Regions from separate parts of the Mus musculus genome. Here regions 1, 2, 4, 5 and 6 are each linked to region 3. Evidence: chromatin contacts called from public promoter capture Hi-C data. All regions are on one chromosome and are shown on one strand. The core of a region is the stretch at or near the end of the contact, and the rest is flanking DNA. Distances in the headings are between cores, read along the strand shown. Region 1 holds the start of Gtf2f2 (general transcription factor IIF, polypeptide 2). Region 2 has its middle 25 kb from the start of Gm30608. Region 3 holds the start of Ccdc122 (coiled-coil domain containing 122). Region 4 has its middle 51 kb from the start of Gm30662. Region 5 has its middle 13 kb from the start of Mir1971. Region 6 has its middle 50 kb from the start of Fam216b.

Evidence for each region. Promoter capture Hi-C pulls out the DNA fragments that hold promoters and counts their contacts. Capture Hi-C pulls out chosen DNA fragments and counts their contacts.
Region 1: a promoter capture Hi-C map of adipose tissue shows a contact between it and region 3, with 3 times the contacts expected there. The contact joins the promoter of Gtf2f2 here to the promoter of Ccdc122 in region 3. A contact is called at or near these places in 1 of 39 promoter capture datasets (pre-B cells), 1 of 484 Hi-C or Micro-C datasets (regulatory T cells), 1 of 115 datasets of contacts at active chromatin or transcription factors (embryonic stem cells) and 2 of 9 other capture datasets (adipose tissue and liver).
Region 2: a promoter capture Hi-C map of hippocampal neurons shows a contact between it and region 3, with 5 times the contacts expected there. The contact joins the enhancer-like site here to the promoter of Ccdc122 in region 3. A contact is called at or near these places in 4 of 39 promoter capture datasets (the 3T3-L1 cell line, hippocampal neurons and second pharyngeal arch cranial neural crest), 4 of 115 datasets of contacts at active chromatin or transcription factors (acute myeloid leukemia, embryonic forebrain, embryonic stem cells and 1 more) and 1 of 9 other capture datasets (embryonic stem cells).
Region 4: a contact with region 3 is called in a promoter capture Hi-C map of liver, with 3 times the contacts expected there. The contact joins the enhancer-like site here to the promoter of Ccdc122 in region 3. A contact is called at or near these places in 6 of 39 promoter capture datasets (the 3T3-L1 cell line, 3T3-L1-derived adipocytes, hippocampal neurons and 1 more), 3 of 115 datasets of contacts at active chromatin or transcription factors (the NIH/3T3 cell line, astrocytes and large pre-B cells) and 1 of 9 other capture datasets (liver).
Region 5: a contact with region 3 is called in a promoter capture Hi-C map of hippocampal neurons, with 9 times the contacts expected there. The contact joins the enhancer-like site here to the promoter of Ccdc122 in region 3. A contact is called at or near these places in 5 of 39 promoter capture datasets (the 3T3-L1 cell line, cranial neural crest, embryonic stem cells and 2 more) and 1 of 115 datasets of contacts at active chromatin or transcription factors (the NIH/3T3 cell line).
Region 6: a contact with region 3 is called in a promoter capture Hi-C map of hippocampal neurons, with 5 times the contacts expected there. The contact joins the enhancer-like site here to the promoter of Ccdc122 in region 3. A contact is called at or near these places in 10 of 39 promoter capture datasets (the 3T3-L1 cell line, 3T3-L1-derived adipocytes, the C10 cell line and 4 more), 4 of 115 datasets of contacts at active chromatin or transcription factors (craniofacial prominence, embryonic stem cells and stem cell-derived neural progenitor cells) and 1 of 9 other capture datasets (embryonic stem cells).

The regions. Positions count from the first base shown.
Region 1 is chr14:76,009,605-76,012,342 of GRCm38.p6, forward strand. It overlaps Gtf2f2 (general transcription factor IIF, polypeptide 2), which reads right to left and starts at 1,261. Exons shown (of 8, transcript NM_026816.3): 1 at 1,076-1,261. The coding sequence starts at 1,141. It overlaps Gm36429 (a long non-coding RNA gene), which reads left to right and starts at 1,142. Exons shown (of 2, transcript XR_383601.2): 1 at 1,142-1,479; 2 at 2,306-2,508.
Region 2 is chr14:78,118,170-78,120,869 of GRCm38.p6, forward strand. No RefSeq gene overlaps it. Among named protein-coding and RNA genes, the nearest start is that of Gm30608, 25 kb to the right of the region's middle. Within about 2 kb of position 1,437, at least 13 of the 459 cell types and tissues checked have an H3K27ac peak or open chromatin away from gene starts, as enhancers often do. A contact at or near this core is called in hippocampal neurons, where this site is marked.
Region 3 is chr14:77,035,459-77,038,158 of GRCm38.p6, forward strand. It overlaps Ccdc122 (coiled-coil domain containing 122), which reads left to right and starts at 1,314. Exons shown (of 6, transcript NM_175369.4): 1 at 1,314-1,513. Lacc1 (laccase domain containing 1) reads right to left here and starts at 1,159. Exons shown (of 8, transcript NM_172488.2): 1 at 1,039-1,159; 2 at 354-532.
Region 4 is chr14:78,382,134-78,384,992 of GRCm38.p6, forward strand. No RefSeq gene overlaps it. Among named protein-coding and RNA genes, the nearest start is that of Gm30662, 51 kb to the left of the region's middle. Within about 2 kb of position 1,533, at least 121 of the 459 cell types and tissues checked have an H3K27ac peak or open chromatin away from gene starts, as enhancers often do. A contact at or near this core is called in 3T3-L1-derived adipocytes and liver, where this site is marked.
Region 5 is chr14:78,203,093-78,205,792 of GRCm38.p6, forward strand. No RefSeq gene overlaps it. Among named protein-coding and RNA genes, the nearest start is that of Mir1971, 13 kb to the left of the region's middle. Within about 2 kb of position 1,374, at least 42 of the 459 cell types and tissues checked have an H3K27ac peak or open chromatin away from gene starts, as enhancers often do. A contact at or near this core is called in hippocampal neurons, where this site is marked.
Region 6 is chr14:78,037,732-78,040,431 of GRCm38.p6, forward strand. No RefSeq gene overlaps it. Among named protein-coding and RNA genes, the nearest start is that of Fam216b, 50 kb to the right of the region's middle. Within about 2 kb of position 1,255, at least 6 of the 459 cell types and tissues checked have an H3K27ac peak or open chromatin away from gene starts, as enhancers often do. A contact at or near this core is called in hippocampal neurons, where this site is marked.

The sequences.
Region 1 (2,738 bases), core at 11-2,510, 1.0 Mb before region 3:
TCACCTGCCTCTCCCTCCCGAGTGCTGGAATTAAAGGCGTGTGCCTTTTCAATTTCTTATATTCATCACATATTGGAAAAGTAATATGTGCCAAACACTAATCAAAGTGCAAAGAAAGTGACTTGGGGGTAGGGGCATCAACAATAGATACAGACAGGTACAAAGGAGCACTAGAAACTGTTCAGGGGTTTGAAGAACTTAACATAGTCTGCTGTGCTGGCAAACGACGAGAGCTGTTTCAGAGAAAAGGACAGGAAGAAACACTTTGTCTTGATGAGAACTCAGCCATGGACTTAAAACACTCATTACAAAGATAAACCATTTAAAAAACAAGTTTGGGAAACTTTCATGATCCCATTTAAATATGGTTTTTCAGAATGAGATTCCCCACAGAGCCTCCCACCCCATATAAAAAAAAGTGACCCGAATAGATGGCGACCACTGGGGCAAACGAGGTCTGCCGCATGACCACTTAAAACATTTACTGCTGGTTGGTTTCATGAATCCTAAACTCGCTCTTTAAAAACACGAAGTCAACAACTTCTCTTTGAATTCAGAACTTCTAGGTCTTTCGAAGGCTCCAATTGAATTACCAACCCAGGCAACACTAGCCGTGTAAAGCGACAGGAGTCTACATGGCGAGTTCCAGGCTAGCCAAGTCTACACAGAGAGATTGTTTCAAAACAACAGAGTACACAGGGACCAGCTCCACTTTGTGGTCCAGAAAACTGTACGGAATATCTATTCAAGTAATTTATACACGTTCATAACTAAAGTTAACCTTACCAAAAAGAAAACCGCAAGGACTTTTCCGACCTGGGGTAAATGTACTGCCCACTCGGGGACCACCGGGTCAGGACTCCAGGAAGGCCAGGTCTTGGCGGTAAAGAGAGTTAGTTCCATGGTGGGCGGATGAAATTGAGAGACGGCCTGAAAGACGCCCTGTGTCCCCTAAAGTAACTTCTCCAACCTGCAAACGGACGCAACAGCGACCCGCTTCTCAGAACAGCGGTGGCCCGAGCAAGACGGACCCAGAACTTTCGGAAGCGCCCCGCGGGGCTCGCGTCTCACTCACCTTGACCAGCCACACGCCGGTGTTCTGTTTGGCGCCCGTCAGATCGAGTTCCCCGCGCTCCGCCATGAGCTTGTCGCGTGAGGAGGCGTGCAGTGCGCGCACAAGCAGTGGTCCCGGCGCTGAAAGGCAGAGAGCGACAGTCCAGAGCCGGCCAAGGGAGTAAGTAGACCGCGAAAAGCCGGCGTCGCACACAGCCCGGGAACCAGGAACTTAGATGAGAAGAACACGCCGCCGAATGAAGAACTGCGCCTGCGCACGACTACGTCAGGACAGCGCGCCGAGAGGGACAAACTTCCTGCTCCGGCAATTTCCTAGATGGGCGTGACTCCCGGCAACGTGCAATCTTGGGATTCGAGTGCTGGGAAAGGAAGAGCCTAATCCTGAACCGTGCGTTTACAGCAAAGGTGACAAAGTGGAAAGATTAAGGTTTAGACAGACAAAAGCTGTGTGTATTTATACCCAACCCTAGATAAAGAAGCTAGGCATTTTAAGGACAGACTTGGGGGTAAAAAAAGTCACTTTCTTGGCCCAATTAACATTGGCACAAGTGGGCACTAGAGTACAAGTGAGTATGCTGGACACATGCCTTTTCGAGGCATAAAAATCAATTCACACCGTGCAAGCAGCATACACTCTTTCAGACGCCGAAACCTGAATGCCATCTAATTGAGTTGGTAAGACCCACCATGTAAGAAACAGATCTGATTATCCAACTGCCCTGCTTAAACAGTTTCCGGTTGCAGGATATTGGATCACATTATGAGCCCTGAGATTGTGAACTGGAAGAATCTGTTAATAACTGTGGCTCAGCCTTTGATCCTAGAACTTTCTGTTTACTGTAAACAAGTATAGGTAGCCTGGCTCACCCCTACCTAGCGCGCACATTAATCCAAGAGCTAAATAAAGTCAACCCTAGATCAGGCGGCAGAGCAAGTAGCCAGCTGACAAGAGAGTGAACATGAGCAAGAGAAAGGAGAGAGTTTGAGGTGAAGGGTATTTAAGAGTGCATGAAGGAGAAGGGGCTTTTCCTTCTGAGAAGTCGGTGGAGTGGGAAGGTCAGCTGAGTACTTTTTCTGCCTCTCAGAGTTAGCAGGCTTTCACCGCAGCTTCTAGCTCCTGAGTCTTCATTTGGTAATTTCCTCCCCCACTTGCCTTTGGAATGAAATTCTACCCTGTGCTTCAACTGAGTCCTTTGGGTTTGATCCTTCCTATACTCTCTGTTCCACACAGGATTCCACACCAAGCCCATCCACCTGCTTGAAGACTCCAGGACCTTCCTCTTACCATTTCAGAGCCTCTTTCAAACCAATTCCTGTGCCTTAGATGCCCTGCTTTCCCTGATCTTTACACTGGCCCTGTCCTTTGGCAAACTTCTACTTATAAACACAGACAAGTGGAAATGAAATAAAGACCACACAGAAAAGAGAGTCCCCCTAGATAAAGTTCTGTTTCCCCATATGATAGTGTGTGATGCTTAACGCTGTACCATGAGAGGCGTGTTTATCTTTGTTTTCTACACTACTGACTGAACTCCTAGACAAAAGTACTGTTTTTGCCCCAGATTTGCTGAAGCAGAATGGACAAATACAAAATAGTGTTTTATTCATTTTATATGCACAGCACCCAGCACAGTGTTTGACATACTGTGGGATGTCAGTAGGCT
Region 2 (2,700 bases), core at 187-2,686, 1.1 Mb after region 3:
AATCCACCGAATCCACAGCTACCAAATTCTGGCAAGCGTAAGCATGAATTGATACATGGCCAAAACAAAGAACCAGTTCCTCTGTCTGAGACAGACTGAGGTGTTTAAAAGTTGAGTCGTGAGTTTGAAGGAAATTTGCCTTTTGTCAATAGAGTATCAGTCAACAAAGCGGGCCCTTCCCATAATGCTCCTGGATCTGCAACTTCCCTCTGGCTTTGACCTTCTTCAGGAGTCCATTCTCCTCAGAACCCCCTCCCCCGAACATTTCCCTTTCTATTTAATGGCCACCCCAACCCAGGTCCTGTTTCTCTTGGTCCTGGTTCTCCTTGTGGGGACCCTGGCCTGAGGTCACCAGCATCACTTGGAAATTCGTTAGAAAGGGAAATTTCAGATGCTTTTTCAGAGCAGCTGATGTTGCTGCTGAGGATGGAGCCGTGATCCTGTTTCACAGTCCCTGCAGGTGTTTTTGGAATGCGCAGAAGTTTGGGAATCACTGAGCTGGAACAAGGGTCACCCACGCTCTTCTCTGAAGAAACACAGAGATTCTGCAGCGACTCTCCAACTCTGGTGGTGACATGAGATCAGCTACAGAGCACACATCAACATTAATATTTGAGTTGCATATAATTTTTACACTAGCAAAAATAATGTTCTCTTGGTTTTGTACTCATAATCAGTAAAAAAAAAAAAAAGAAAGAAAGAAAAAGAAACCTATTCCTGGCTTGCAAGATGCAGGGAAGCAGACAGTGGGCTGGTCTTGGTCACAGGCTTAATAGACCAACTCCACCCCAAACATCTATGATTTGTCCTCCTTGGGGACACAGCGTACAGGTGAACTAACCTTCAATTCAGCAGTCTTTCCTTTCTGAGCCCTCTCCTGGCACAGATAATCTCCTGGCCTCCTCAGTCCACTGAGTCTCCTTGAAGAAATATTGCATACGTGAGATCTATGTAAGACTTTTAGCCAGGACCACCTTCTTCAGGAAGACAGCACTAACTCATTTTCAGGCCAGGCTTGTGGCATGGGTACAGACCACGGCACACCCAGAACTGTTCATCTGACCAACGCTGAGTTAGGCTCCTTGCACGGACCCAATAAACCTAGTGTGAGCTGGGTAACCCTTCCAGAATCATCCCAGGCGTCTTGGACCAGATCACATCCCCAAAGCTCTACCATCAGCGGCCAGAGCTGGACAAGGTGCCATTCCAAGTTACACCTTCTGGGTGGTCCAGGGAACAACAAATATGTATCTTGGCACCGCCGGTCCGTGAGAACACAGGGAGCAGCGCGGAAGAGGGGGCACTAGAGGCTTCTGATTTGAAAGGCAAAATTTCTCCAGTCAGGCTTGATCGCCTTCTTTCCCAGTGTTCTCTCCCAGGAAACACGCAGACACCTTAATGGCTAAAGCAGTTTCTTTTCCCAGGCTGTGAAGCCACAAACCCTTGCAGTCACAGCTGCACTGTGAATTACAGCCATTCCAGGCTCCCGAGGTAAATGGCAGACAGTTGGATGTTGTTGTTAGAGGGTTTTTTTTTTTTTTTAATACTATTAAAAGAAACAAACATTTGGGAGCTCTTGTACTGGCAGGGCTACAGAATCTGCTGTTGTAAGGACAGGAAAAAGGTGTTAAACTCAAGAGCTGCTTCTCCCACACTAGAATCCCAACAGACACCTCTCGCCCCCAAGTCCTTTGAAGACCACGAAAAGAGGTCATGTGTCCCCCCTGAAGCTGGCTCTCCACAAGGGCCCTTTTGCTGATGCAGCCCCAAGGACACACAGTTCCTCCTGAGCATAAGGCCCCTTCCTAACCAACAACTGAGTCATACTGTGGGGGGGATGGGGAGGGCAGACTACTGATAAGAGAGATTAGAGCAATTGTCATCTGGAAAATTACTGTGCAGTGCACACTTGACACAAAAGATAAGGACGCGGGTTCAGGGACTTGCTCAAGGTCATTCAGTTAAGTGGCCAAAGCAAGCTGACTACAGATCTGGGTGGATTCGGCTCCCTTCTACCTCCTGGCATCAACCAGGACAGCCTTTTTTTTTTGTTTTTTTTTTTTTTGTTTTTTTTTTTTGACACTGGCCCTTTGAATGCAGCATGCCTCCTCCCGCTGTTCAAGCACCTTACATAATTACTTCATTTAATCCTCATCATTACGCGGCTGACACTGCTATTATCCAAATTTACATAAGAGGCAATTGAACTACTAAAAGGAAGAAGTACTCACATGGCTAGCCAGTACCTCAGCGGCTGGCTTTGAAGTCCTAGCTCTCAACCACTGAACCTCAGGCTGTAAAATCAGTTGGAGAGGTTAGGAGCCCTGGGGTATCCACTACTTATTAGCTGCAGCATCTGTGACAAGCCCTGTAGAACCTTAGTTTTCTACACAGGTTGGCCTCACAGAGCCTGTGAGTGGCCCTCTAACTACTAACTAGTGAGCAGAAGGCAGGGGCTTAAAAAATGAAGCTCTAATGGAGTTTTCCTTGACTTTCAAATCATTCCCCAAACTATAAACAATACAGATTCACTACAGAAAATGAGAAAGTGCAGGTGAGGACCCATTGGGTTACAGTCTTCTGTGCATATGTGCACGATTCACAATGCTGAGATTACATTGCATGTTCTGTGGCATGAGCTCATTTTTGCAAACAGAAATGAACCCTGCATCACTAAACATCCCTCTACAATGGCCGTGT
Region 3 (2,700 bases), core at 64-2,563:
AACCGAAATTTGTGGTGAACAAAAATAAATAAATAAATATAAAAATAAAAATAGGAAGTAAATTGCATCAATACAAAAAGTAACCAAAATAAATGTAGTGTGCAGAGCAGAAAAGCCAGTGCACCATTCATCCTGACAATTAAGGGCAGAGCCATCTTTTATTTTGTGAACAGCTGGGTACATTTTTATAGAATAGAAATTATGCTTTGTTTTCCTTATAGCAGATTTTAAGTACAAAATTACTTGTTGTCTGAGATCAAGTCTTTTTAATTATAGGATGTAAATCTGTTATGTCATTATCCCCATCATGTCTATAAGATTAGATCACATCTCATGAAATACTGAGGTCTCACCTTTAGGATATTAAGTTGAGCAGTATCAGCAGCCAATCTTCTTTGGGGTTGCGGTTGGGACAGGGATTCGAGGCAGAGCTTCTCTGTCTAACAGCCCCAGCAGTCCTGGAACTAGCTATGTAGACCAGGCTGGCTTCGACCTCAGACACCTGCTTGCCTCTGCCTCTGCCTCCCAAGTGCTGGGATTAAAGGTGTATGTCACCAGAAAGAAAGAAAGAGAGAGAGAGAGAGAGAGAGAGAGAGAGAGAGAGAGAGAGAGAGAAGAGTAAAGGTGTCTGTCACCATAAGCAAGCAAACAAACAAACACACTCATTTTTTAAAGGTAAAAGCTAGCCCACAGGCTGGGCTTTCCCCCCAGGTTTACACAGTCCTCCGCACTTGGGATAATCCCAAAAGCCACTGCAACTTGGATCAGGGTCGATTTCTGACCACTTGCAGATTCTCTGAACTCCCTGTCCAGGCTGGAGCTCCCCTCTGCCGACCCTGTGACCCCCAATTCTGACACCTACCATTGCTGAGCCTTCACCCCGACGCCCACCCCAACCTCCGCCCGCCCCGTAGGGCACTGGCGCCTTCATTCATTCTTTCCGCCAGCCGTGCAGGCGACCTCGGAGGAGCCTGGACTGCACGGTGTGCGTCCGTCCGTCCCGTCGCCGCGCCGACCTCCCCTCCGCCCGGGACTCACCGCAGGGCTGCTTCCCGCGCTCTCCTCGGCGGCCGCGAGCTGGGGCGTGAGCTGCAGGCTCGGCGCTCGAACCCCAGTGGCTCCCAAAGTCACCGGCCGGCCGGTCCGCCCGCCTCACCGCGTCCCCGGGCCTCCCGGCGGCCTCGGGCTCCCGCGGGCGTGCGCCCGGGTTTGGGTGTTCCCGCCACGGCCGCGAGGTGGCGCCCTGGAGACGCAAGGCCGAGCCCCTTGCGGGGGATTCCCGCGCCGCTCAGCAGTTCCGGGTCAGCGCCCGCAGTCACCGTGGAGGCCGCCTGAGGCCCGGGCGCTGAGGCGCGGGGGCCCGGAGAGCCGCGGGCGAGCGCGTCCCGTGAGGCGCCCGGAAGGGAAGGGAAGAAGCGTCCCCTCTCCCCGCGGGCCGTGGCGACTCCAGAAGGATCTGCTGACCCAGCAGTGTGGCCAGCTTGTCACTTAGCGCCCTCCAATCCGGGCTCAAGTAAGGGGACTCTGGTGACTTTTGTGGGGGAGTGGCTTTTTTTTTTCTTTTTTCTTTTCACTTTTTGTTTAGTTTTTAAGTTTCTAGTTAGTTTTCATTTTTTCCCCCTTTCGGCTGATTCTGTACTTTCATTTGGGACCAACATCCTTGACTGTTCACTTGTGTTGGCAACGTCGATTTCTCTTACCCCCCCCCCCAAGTGTGTCCCCTCACAGGACGGAATGCATTCATTCTTACAGTAGCAATAAGATAAAAATTAAGGCTCCTTTGTCCCCCAAGGGTTTAATGTTATTTATTTAAAAACAACAATTTGAAAATCAAGTACTGTTGTAAATGGAAAAATACCCACTCTTCAAAATATATGAGAAGGTAAGAGAAAGCGCATTTTCTGAGGACTGGCAATGGAGGAAGGAGAGGGCCTTCATTTTCCTTGGTCTTCCTCCAAGTGCTCAAGTGTTTCCTGAATGAGAAGACTCTAGGGGATCCGGGAGTCTAGAAGTCTTGTTAAGTGTGCACCCATCTCAACTTGACTAGCGGCCAAGGTAACCAGCCCACATAGAACCTACTCCAGGCCGTGTGATCACTTTCAGAGGGCACACATTGAATGCTCGCTGGACACTTCCAGGAACCCTGAGGGATAGATAACACAGATCTGATCAGACATGCATGCCTTGGCATAAACTTGCTGTCTGTTAAGGAAAATGGATTTTTTTTTTTAAAAGCAAGTTTAGAAGCTTTTTTTCTTGTTTTCATGTCCAAGGATGAGAGCTCAGGATTCATTCATGCAACAGCACTGGCAGTAACAAAACTTTCAAAATAGCTAAGTTGTTAGGGAAGTTGTGATAATGTATTTACATACCATTTCCTTCAGCATCTGGTCTGTCTGGGCTGCATTTCTTAACACTCTCTCCCCTTTCCCAGGCTACTACAGAGCCTCTCAATCCTGGTTGCACATGGGAACAAGTAGAACTTAATAGTAGAGTAGGTACCCCACACCCCGGCTGCAGATTGACTCAGAGTCTATGGGAGTCAGGCCTGGGCTTGTTTTGTTCTGCTTTTTTATTTTTATCTCGCAGATGATTCACATGCATAATTCATTTTGGAAGACAAACAACAAACTCCTTCTCAAGCCATGCAAGTAAAGGCTGTTCTATCGTAGGCCATCGACAATTCTTTACATTTGCTGC
Region 4 (2,859 bases), core at 283-2,782, 1.3 Mb after region 3:
TCTTCAGGCTGGTCCCTCTTCCTGGGGTCTGTGGGGGGCTCCTCTGTCTTTGCCATTTTCCATTCTTTCGTTCTTAGTTCAGACATCACAGACAGTAATTGTGGGTTTGCACAGAGGTATGAAAACACACATCAAAACACTGATGTAGAGGAGAGATTTTACATAGTTCCTGTTTCCTTTTTTATACTGACATGAGATTTACTGTAGTAACAATATATTGCTATATCAGGAAAACTCTCAATATTTCTCTAGTTTATATGCTGCTGGTGAAATCATTTGCCCAGGCAACCCTACTGAGAAGGTAGGGATGCAGACTCGGGCTCATTTCAGCTCCTGCCTCCTTTACCTTGCTGCTGTGGATTGTTTTCAGTTCCCGAAGGCTCTTCACTCATTTTCCTGCCCTCCTCACTGTCTCCTTGGTTAACAATGCATCTCCTTGATCGATCTTGCCACAGCCTCACAGTGGCTTGGTGTAATCACTCCTCATTTTCCTAGACTCGGCTCAAAGCATCATGACAGCACTCCATGATCCCAGGAGAAGTGTCTTTGGTCTCCATATTCTCAAGACTCCTGGTTCTTACCTCTTTAAGAGTAAGCTCTTTGCTTTGATGTTTGTCCCTGAATAATGATTTTGCCCCGTGGGAGAGGAACCAAACCCAAGTTAGTGCCTGATAGAAGCAAAATACTCAACTGATGTTGGCCAAATGAACAAGCAAACTGTATTATACGGATTATACGGGGGGGAGGGGGGGTAGGTGGAATCAAGGTACAAAGTGGTTTCTCAGCTAGAGTTGCAAGCTCTCTCACTTACATGTTCTTTTACATTTGAAAAATAGTTCCATATGAAGCAAAGCTATTGAAATAGGAAAAGGCAAGGCTGAGGAGTGTGTTGAAAGCCTTTAAGGGGCTCAAATGGCAAATGAGGAGTGTGGCAACTTTTCACACTTCAGACTTCACTGCACCACATTCTTACCAACAGCGGGTCTACAAAATCTGTGTTGACTGGCAAGAGTTGCTTTCTTATTTATCGTTGAGGTGACTTCAGTCTTTTGACTTCAACCAGAACCCATTCGGGCAGCATGATTTCCCACTAATATTTTGCTGCTGCTGCTACTACAGACAGGGAGGACAGTGAAGCCCGTGGTTTCTATCCAGAGAACAGCCGCCTCAGTCACCACAATTGCACAATGAGGCGAGAGCAGTGTGTAAACAAAGAGAAGATGGAGTCAGGATGCACAGCTGCATCCAGCACTCTGTGCTGTCTTCCCGATGTTCCTGTCACACTGTTCTCAGGGCTCAGACCAATGCATTCATCCAGTGGCCAGAAAGCAGCTTGCCAACATGACTTGGCAGTACTCCCTGGGGCTGCACTCATTCCTGGTGGCACTGGGCAGGATGCCAGGCATCACCCTCCGTGTACAAGGCTGCAGGGCAAGGTGCCCAGGACTGGGAAACAAAAACAGCTGCCAGAGTCACCGAGTTGTTGGTTGCCTGAGTTCACCCACAGAGAACTCAAGGACAGTGAACTGCCAGACCGTTTCCAGGATATGTCCCGGTCTCTGTCCCTGGGAGGGACAGGACACAAAGAGCTCCAGAACCCAAGCACAAGAGTCAACAAATCCAGAATCAAATGCACCTCCCTCCCCATTTTAACAGGCACGTGGACAAAACATCAAAAACAGAAGTCAGGCCCCTCTTGACCCTTGTTAAGACACCAGACACTGGGTCTGGGCCATTTCTGGATGAGAACCCAGCCACTAGGGGAAGCATGAAGACAGTTTCTATCAGAATCTTTTGGTAAATTTTGGTTATTTTTTCCCCACAGAAAATATTGGTTCTAGAGAATAGAGTTGTTCCTACGTTTGTTGATTTCTATGGTCTCTGAAGAACTCAGAGACCTGAGAGTCCAGAAAGGTTCCCAAAGCTGCCTTTGACTCCTGGGGTGCCTTTGGACTTTCTGCTAGTGTGTTTCTCTCTGTTTCTTTTGGAAAAGTATCAAGATAGGCCAGAGTTAGTTAAGCAGAGAAAGTTTTAGCTGAAGAAGAATAACATGTGTAAATAACACTCCTGACAAAAAGAAGAGGAAAAAAATCTAAATGGTAAGTTGGCTGATTGGTAAACCGTGTAACTATAATAGTGACCCGAAGTGAGATTTATTTTGGTAAATGTATCATATTTCAGCTTTTCCCCAGCTCAGTATCTTCTATATGATTTCTACCTTAGGTCATTTGTAAGTCTTTTTCTCTTGTCCTCTCATGTATATAACTCAGAATTTATTTTCCAAATGGGCTTTTGGCTGGATGACTTTGCTCAAAAGTATAAAAAGATGGTAGGAGTGTTGGGACAACCTATGTGTCATCTATGAAGACATTCCATCAGCTCTAGGGGTTCCACAGGAAGCTTGCTGTTGGGTTAAGAAAACATATAGGCAACATACAGTGACATCAAACTTCCTTCCCTGACGCCAACTGGGTGTTTGATGTGGTGATATTCTGAAGTCAGCCAATGCCAGTTTCATTGGTATGATTCACATTTTTAATCTTTGGAAATGCTGAACATGGATCCAATGAATGGACCCAAATTCCACCCAGCTGTTCAAGAAAGATTATTTATAAATAGTCCCTTCTCTGTGTTACTCTTCAGACTTAAATCCTGTGATTTAGGCAGTCCAATAGTTCATTAAGCAGCTGCCATTATGGCTTCAAATGACTTTACCTCAGCTCTCTTTGGCTTCTAATGAATCTAATCCAAGGTGATTCCCAGAATTTACTCAACAGGAAATGAACAAGAAGTGATCGCTAGCCAACCTCCCTTCATTTTAGCCCCTTGTCACTAAGCCATTAGACATCTTTTGAGCTC
Region 5 (2,700 bases), core at 124-2,623, 1.2 Mb after region 3:
TGGCCAGTGGTAGCACTTCAAACTGGCTCTGGTATCCTCTTCCTAGGCCCCAAACACCCCTGCAGTTTGGGGTTAGTACACAGCAGTCCATGTGCTGACTTATATTGCACCAACCCCTGAAGCAGCAGTGTTCCAGTTCCTTACCAAAGGGAATTCCATCCATACTTATAATCAATTGACATTTTAAAAGCCTAGAAGTAGCTCAGATTATGAATTATTCAAACTCAAACAGCTATTTGGACACAGAGCCATGACAAAGCCGTGTCTAACTTGCAAATATCTGTTCTTTCTATTTTCTAACCCTTTGTCCTCGAGTCTGTATGAAGTTTCATTGTATTGATTTTATCATTCTAATGCCCTCCTTTATTACAGGTTCCCTCACTGGATATTCAATTCCCTCTGAAATACTTTAAATGTAAGTTTCAAAACTGAGATCAGATATGTTTACAACTTCAAAAGAGATTTCCTGGGCTGAGTTATAAATCTTTGAATAATGAGGTTTTTAATGAAACCAGGCCCAACACATCGTTAACAGTGGAGAGAAAATGGCGATCTTATAATCACTATTTTTTGGAGCTTAATGGAAAAATGCAGAATATTGAAAATGTTTTCTTATTATTACTTAATTTGTCAAAAACCCCACATCATTTATGCCACATTTTAAATGAGGTGGAATAGTTTTTAAAGATGCAACAGAGATCATTATAAAAAGCACCAGGAAGCCAAATATAGGGGAGAGTCATGGGAAGGAAAAGGCATTACTAAGCTCAATGTACAGTCAGGCGCCTGCAGCACACATCAGCTTAGTTCCTTACAGCAGTCCACAGGGGGACATAATGCGCACGTTAAAATGGGCTGGCGATAGGTATGTTGACAGCTTTGCCTCCGTAACCACCCATCCCTAGGCACCATCTGTTACATCTTCAGTCCTTTTTTTGTGAGTATCAGCAACAAGGGTAATTAAGCAAACGAGCGAACAGCTAAAATTGAAGTTCTCAGAAAGGAGAAAGAGTTTGCAAAGGCATGACAGTGGGGTGTCATTGTAGGATCAGAAACTGAACACCTGGAGGCTCTTGCCAGGAAAGGCAGAATGTACAGTGGCCAATGGGGGTGGAGCATGGGTGGAACCAAGAAAGCCCATGGCATCATGGTAGTTGTAGTAATAGGAGCCGCTGAGGACAAAGGGAAATGCTTCTGACTTCTTTATTAAAAGGAAACAAGGATGCACTCTGGAAAGGCAAAATGCCAGCTTATTACTTTGGTGGCGCACAGTCAGTGAGTCTTCGGGTCACAAATTTCCTAAGATTGGTGCTCCTTTTACCACAATTGGCTTAGCTGTCTGTGTGAACTGCAGTCGGAGCCTTCGTGTCTAGAGTGGCGGTGGCAATAGCTGTGCTTTGGCTTTGGAGCATGAAAGACTCTAGTGTGATCTGATTGAGAGCGGGGCTAAACGTCCAGGTTACATAGAACCAAGTTAGCTGGAGAGGAATACCAACCATGACTCCTAAGTGTGCGTGTTACCCTCCATGTTCCCTGTGCTGGAGCAATTACTCTAAATAATCTCAGAGTCTCGGGAGATGAACGGAAGAAAGCCCATATGCTAAGTGACATTTTTGATGGAGATGTTGGGACACAAAGGCCTTATGCTCCTTTGCTGGGGTATTTGATTACTTTTTGGTGGCAATGTCAATGTTTTGATTTGCAACGCATCCTCTATTTTTCACTTCTTTCTGTTCTCTTCTCCCCTGCACAACCACCAACCCCTACCCTAGTCATTCTTTAGACCTTAGGATTTGTCACTCTATTAACCCTGCAGTGTGACACTGACCTACTGTCCCCGTTCAAGAAGATGAGCTGGTTTGTGACTTGAAGTCTCACTGACTGTGCGCCACCATAGTAGTAAGCTGGCTTTTTGCCTTTCCAGAGTGCATCCTTGTTTCCTTTTAATAAAGAAGTCAGAAGCATTCCCCTTTGTCCTCAGTGGCTTTTACTACTACAACTACCATGATGCTCTGGGCTTTCCTGGCTCCATCCATAACCACTGTCCCCATCCTGGCCTTCTCTCTTGCTTCTCAGCCAGTCTTGTGCCAATAGCTAGCTTCCTGGTCCTTCTGTCTGCACCGCTGTCTCTGCTGTGCTATTTCTGGCCATACCCTTCCTTCTTAGGGAGTGTCACCTGTATCAGTGGCATCTGCATCGCTATGGGCAGACTCCTGAGAGAAACAACTAAAGGGTGGAAGGGTTTAATATGGCTCACGGCTTCAGAGATTCAGTCCATGCTTGGTCCCATGTGCTTGTTCATGGTGGTGGGATTGTATGACAGGGGTGCTATTCATGGCTGACCAAGAAGCAGAGAAGAAAAAAGAAGAGGCCAAGGATAATACAGCACCAAGAATCTTCCCTAGTGACCTACTCCATCAGCTTGGGTTCTCCCAAAACAGCACCACCGAGAGAGGACCAAGTATTCAAAATGTGAGCCATATCTTAAAGGAAGTAGAGTGGGCAGTTCAGGTCAAGTCCTAATTAGAGCCACAACATTGACCTTCACAAGTTTGGGTACCATTGTACTTAGACTTTGGCTTTTATCGTCTAGCAGGACTTCACCCCTACCAGCTGAGCTGTTGGCCTATTGTGTCCCTGTATCCTATTGTCTGTCTTGGGTTTTCTACAATGTCCTTCAGATGCTTACTCTCATCTTTG
Region 6 (2,700 bases), core at 5-2,504, 1.0 Mb after region 3:
AATGATAGTTCTGTGATTCCTACAAATAGTTACGCTGGATAGACAAACCCTAGATGTGAATACGACTAAGAAATAGGGACTTTGGAAATTATGTGTTCAGAAGCTTAGAAGCATCCATCCCTGAGATTCTCTCCCCTTTCTCCCTCTCTCCCCCTCCCTCCCTCCTTCCCTCCTACCCTGCCCTCTGCTGTGTGTGTGTGTGTGTGTGTGTGTGTGTGCGCGCGCGCGCGCACGCGCGCGCGCTAATGTAGAGGCAAGAGGACGACTTCAAGTGTCCTTCCCCAGGAACCACCCACCTTGCTTGTTGAGATGGAGTCTCTCCCACTGGCCAGTGAACACAGGGGATCTACCTAACGCTGCCTCCCCAGGCCTAGGATTCCAAGGACCAGCTGCTACGCGCAGTTTTTCACACGGGTTGTGGGAGATCCAACCGAGATCCTCACGCTTGCGCAGCGAGTGGACTACCAACCGGGCTGTTGCCTGACTCGAAGACTTTGTTTTTCCTACTGAGAACTGTGCTCCCTGTAAAATCTTACACACAACACAATCAAGGTCCAGGGAACCATGAGGCTTTGCTGAAGGAAGCAGGGTGAGCATGAAGAACGACAATCGCGTTTGGAAACCTGGGTCCTTCTGATTTCCTGTCCACTACCCTTCCCAGTCACTGCACCGGACAGGTGGCTTGCCGCGGTTCACACGGCTCCTCCTCGAGAGTGAGTAACTCCGCAAGAGAGAAATGCCAGGTGGAAAAATTGACAAGTCAGACATTACACAGCCAGTTAATTTTTATCTTGTAATTTTCACAATCTGAGCAACCAAGTAGAAACCATAAAGAAGCCACTAAAATGTGGCCTAATAAAATTCATCTGACCGGGGATACAGGTGCCCATGTTTTGGTTTTTGGCTTCCGTTTTGCTTCCTGTTAATGTCAGCTATTTTTCTGGGCCCAGTGCTCACTTTGACAAAAGCTGTCCTGTGTTGCCAATTGAGCTACGCAGCAGCGCAAAGCTTCTACGATTAAGGAATTCAGAATCTATCCGACAGAAAGCCTTGAGGGCAGAAGGAAACACTGAGGGAGAAACATCTCAACATCGCGTATAGACGAATGCCCGAAATAAATATTAACTGTTATTTCTGCAAATGGTCCCACTGTTTTATAGACTTCATTTCCCCCTCCGTGAGTCGGCAATGTATTCATGATGCATTCTGGGCTTCTGCTCGTGATGATCCTCTCAGCGTGGGCTGGGTCAGTGTTTGTAGCTCAGCTGGCTGGTGCCAGAGGGAAGAGCGCCTCTGATTTGATTCCACCCCAGGCACTGAAGGATTTTCAAGATTTTTCCTCTTAATATTTGGCTTTGCTTGATAATCCTAGAGCATGCTGGGAAATCTCAGCAAGAGAAAAAATTTAGTAACCACAGGGAAGCCTACTCGGAGGGGCTGTGGCTAAGTATGAAAGCTCAGAAGTGTGACTGCTAATGACTCTCGAATGTTCCGTTTCTCCCAAGGTTTCCCTTCAACAGAAAGTGTGTAGGCTTGGGAGGGCAGTGGGCTCTTAGAAAACTCAGCCATCCCCAGAAACACAAATAAATGCCTGATTGAGCCATTTCCCATGAGAAAAGCCATTAGTCAAAAAGGTGCATGGAACCATATGGCTCAGCTCACAATTCTGAATTTCAAAAAGCAGGAGTTGGCAAAGGGCTCCATGCAATTTTTACCTCGTGATTTTTTTTCTCTTTTCTTTCTTTGTTGTTGAAGACTGACCTTGCCTTAACATATGCAGGATTGAAGACTTTTTTATTTTATTTATTTATTTTTTGCTTCTCGGTGTTGGAGAAAGCGCCCAATCCAGAAACAGACTTTACAGTCAAGGAGGTGACTAAATCCCAAAGGCTGGAAGGTTTGCTTTCTACAAACCAGCTCCGATGCTTTTTTAAAAATATTTTTTCTTTTGTTATTGTTTGTGTACGTGGGCTTTTATGCTTTGAGATGTTTAGGCTGATTCTCATTCTGTCTTGGTGAGCTGGCCCTGAGAGTGGCAGATAAGGGATTCAGGCTCTGTTTGCAGGGTGTGGCAGGGGAAGGAAGGGCTCATTTTGCTGGTTGGATCAGGATTCCAAGTGGCTTTGCTACCAGGCAGTTTTGTGGGACAGTGGCTGAGCGTGATTTGGAAGGGATCCATCCAGAGGTGCTGTGTGTGCAGCACACACTTCTATAAGCCCAAGAAGCCTTCCCTGATGACTGCACTTACAGAGCCTCTTACACGACCGTTAGGATGAGTACGCAGTCCCCTGTATACAGGAAATAACCACTGGCTAATTGAATTGAATCCAATTCGCTTCCTACTGAGGAAAATGCAAGAAGCTCCAGCGTAATTCACTCATGTGATTTAGGTTATCTTCATTATAAGTAAGAAGAAAAAGCATCAGAAAGGGTAAATATTTTGTCTAAGTCCATACAATTCTCCTTAGTATATGCCTTCCATTAATTTGTAATAAGTATATTAAAATAGTCCATAGACTTTTCTTACATTCACAATTTGTCTTGTAAGTGACTGTTGCCTCCACAGTTTGAATGAAGAGTGTCCTCTTGGCTCACACATTGGAACATTTGGTCCCAGTTGGTAGTGCTGTTTAAAGAGGTCATAGAAACGTTAGGAGGAAGATTCTTGCTCCAGGAAGTTCAGGGACCAAGTGAACACCC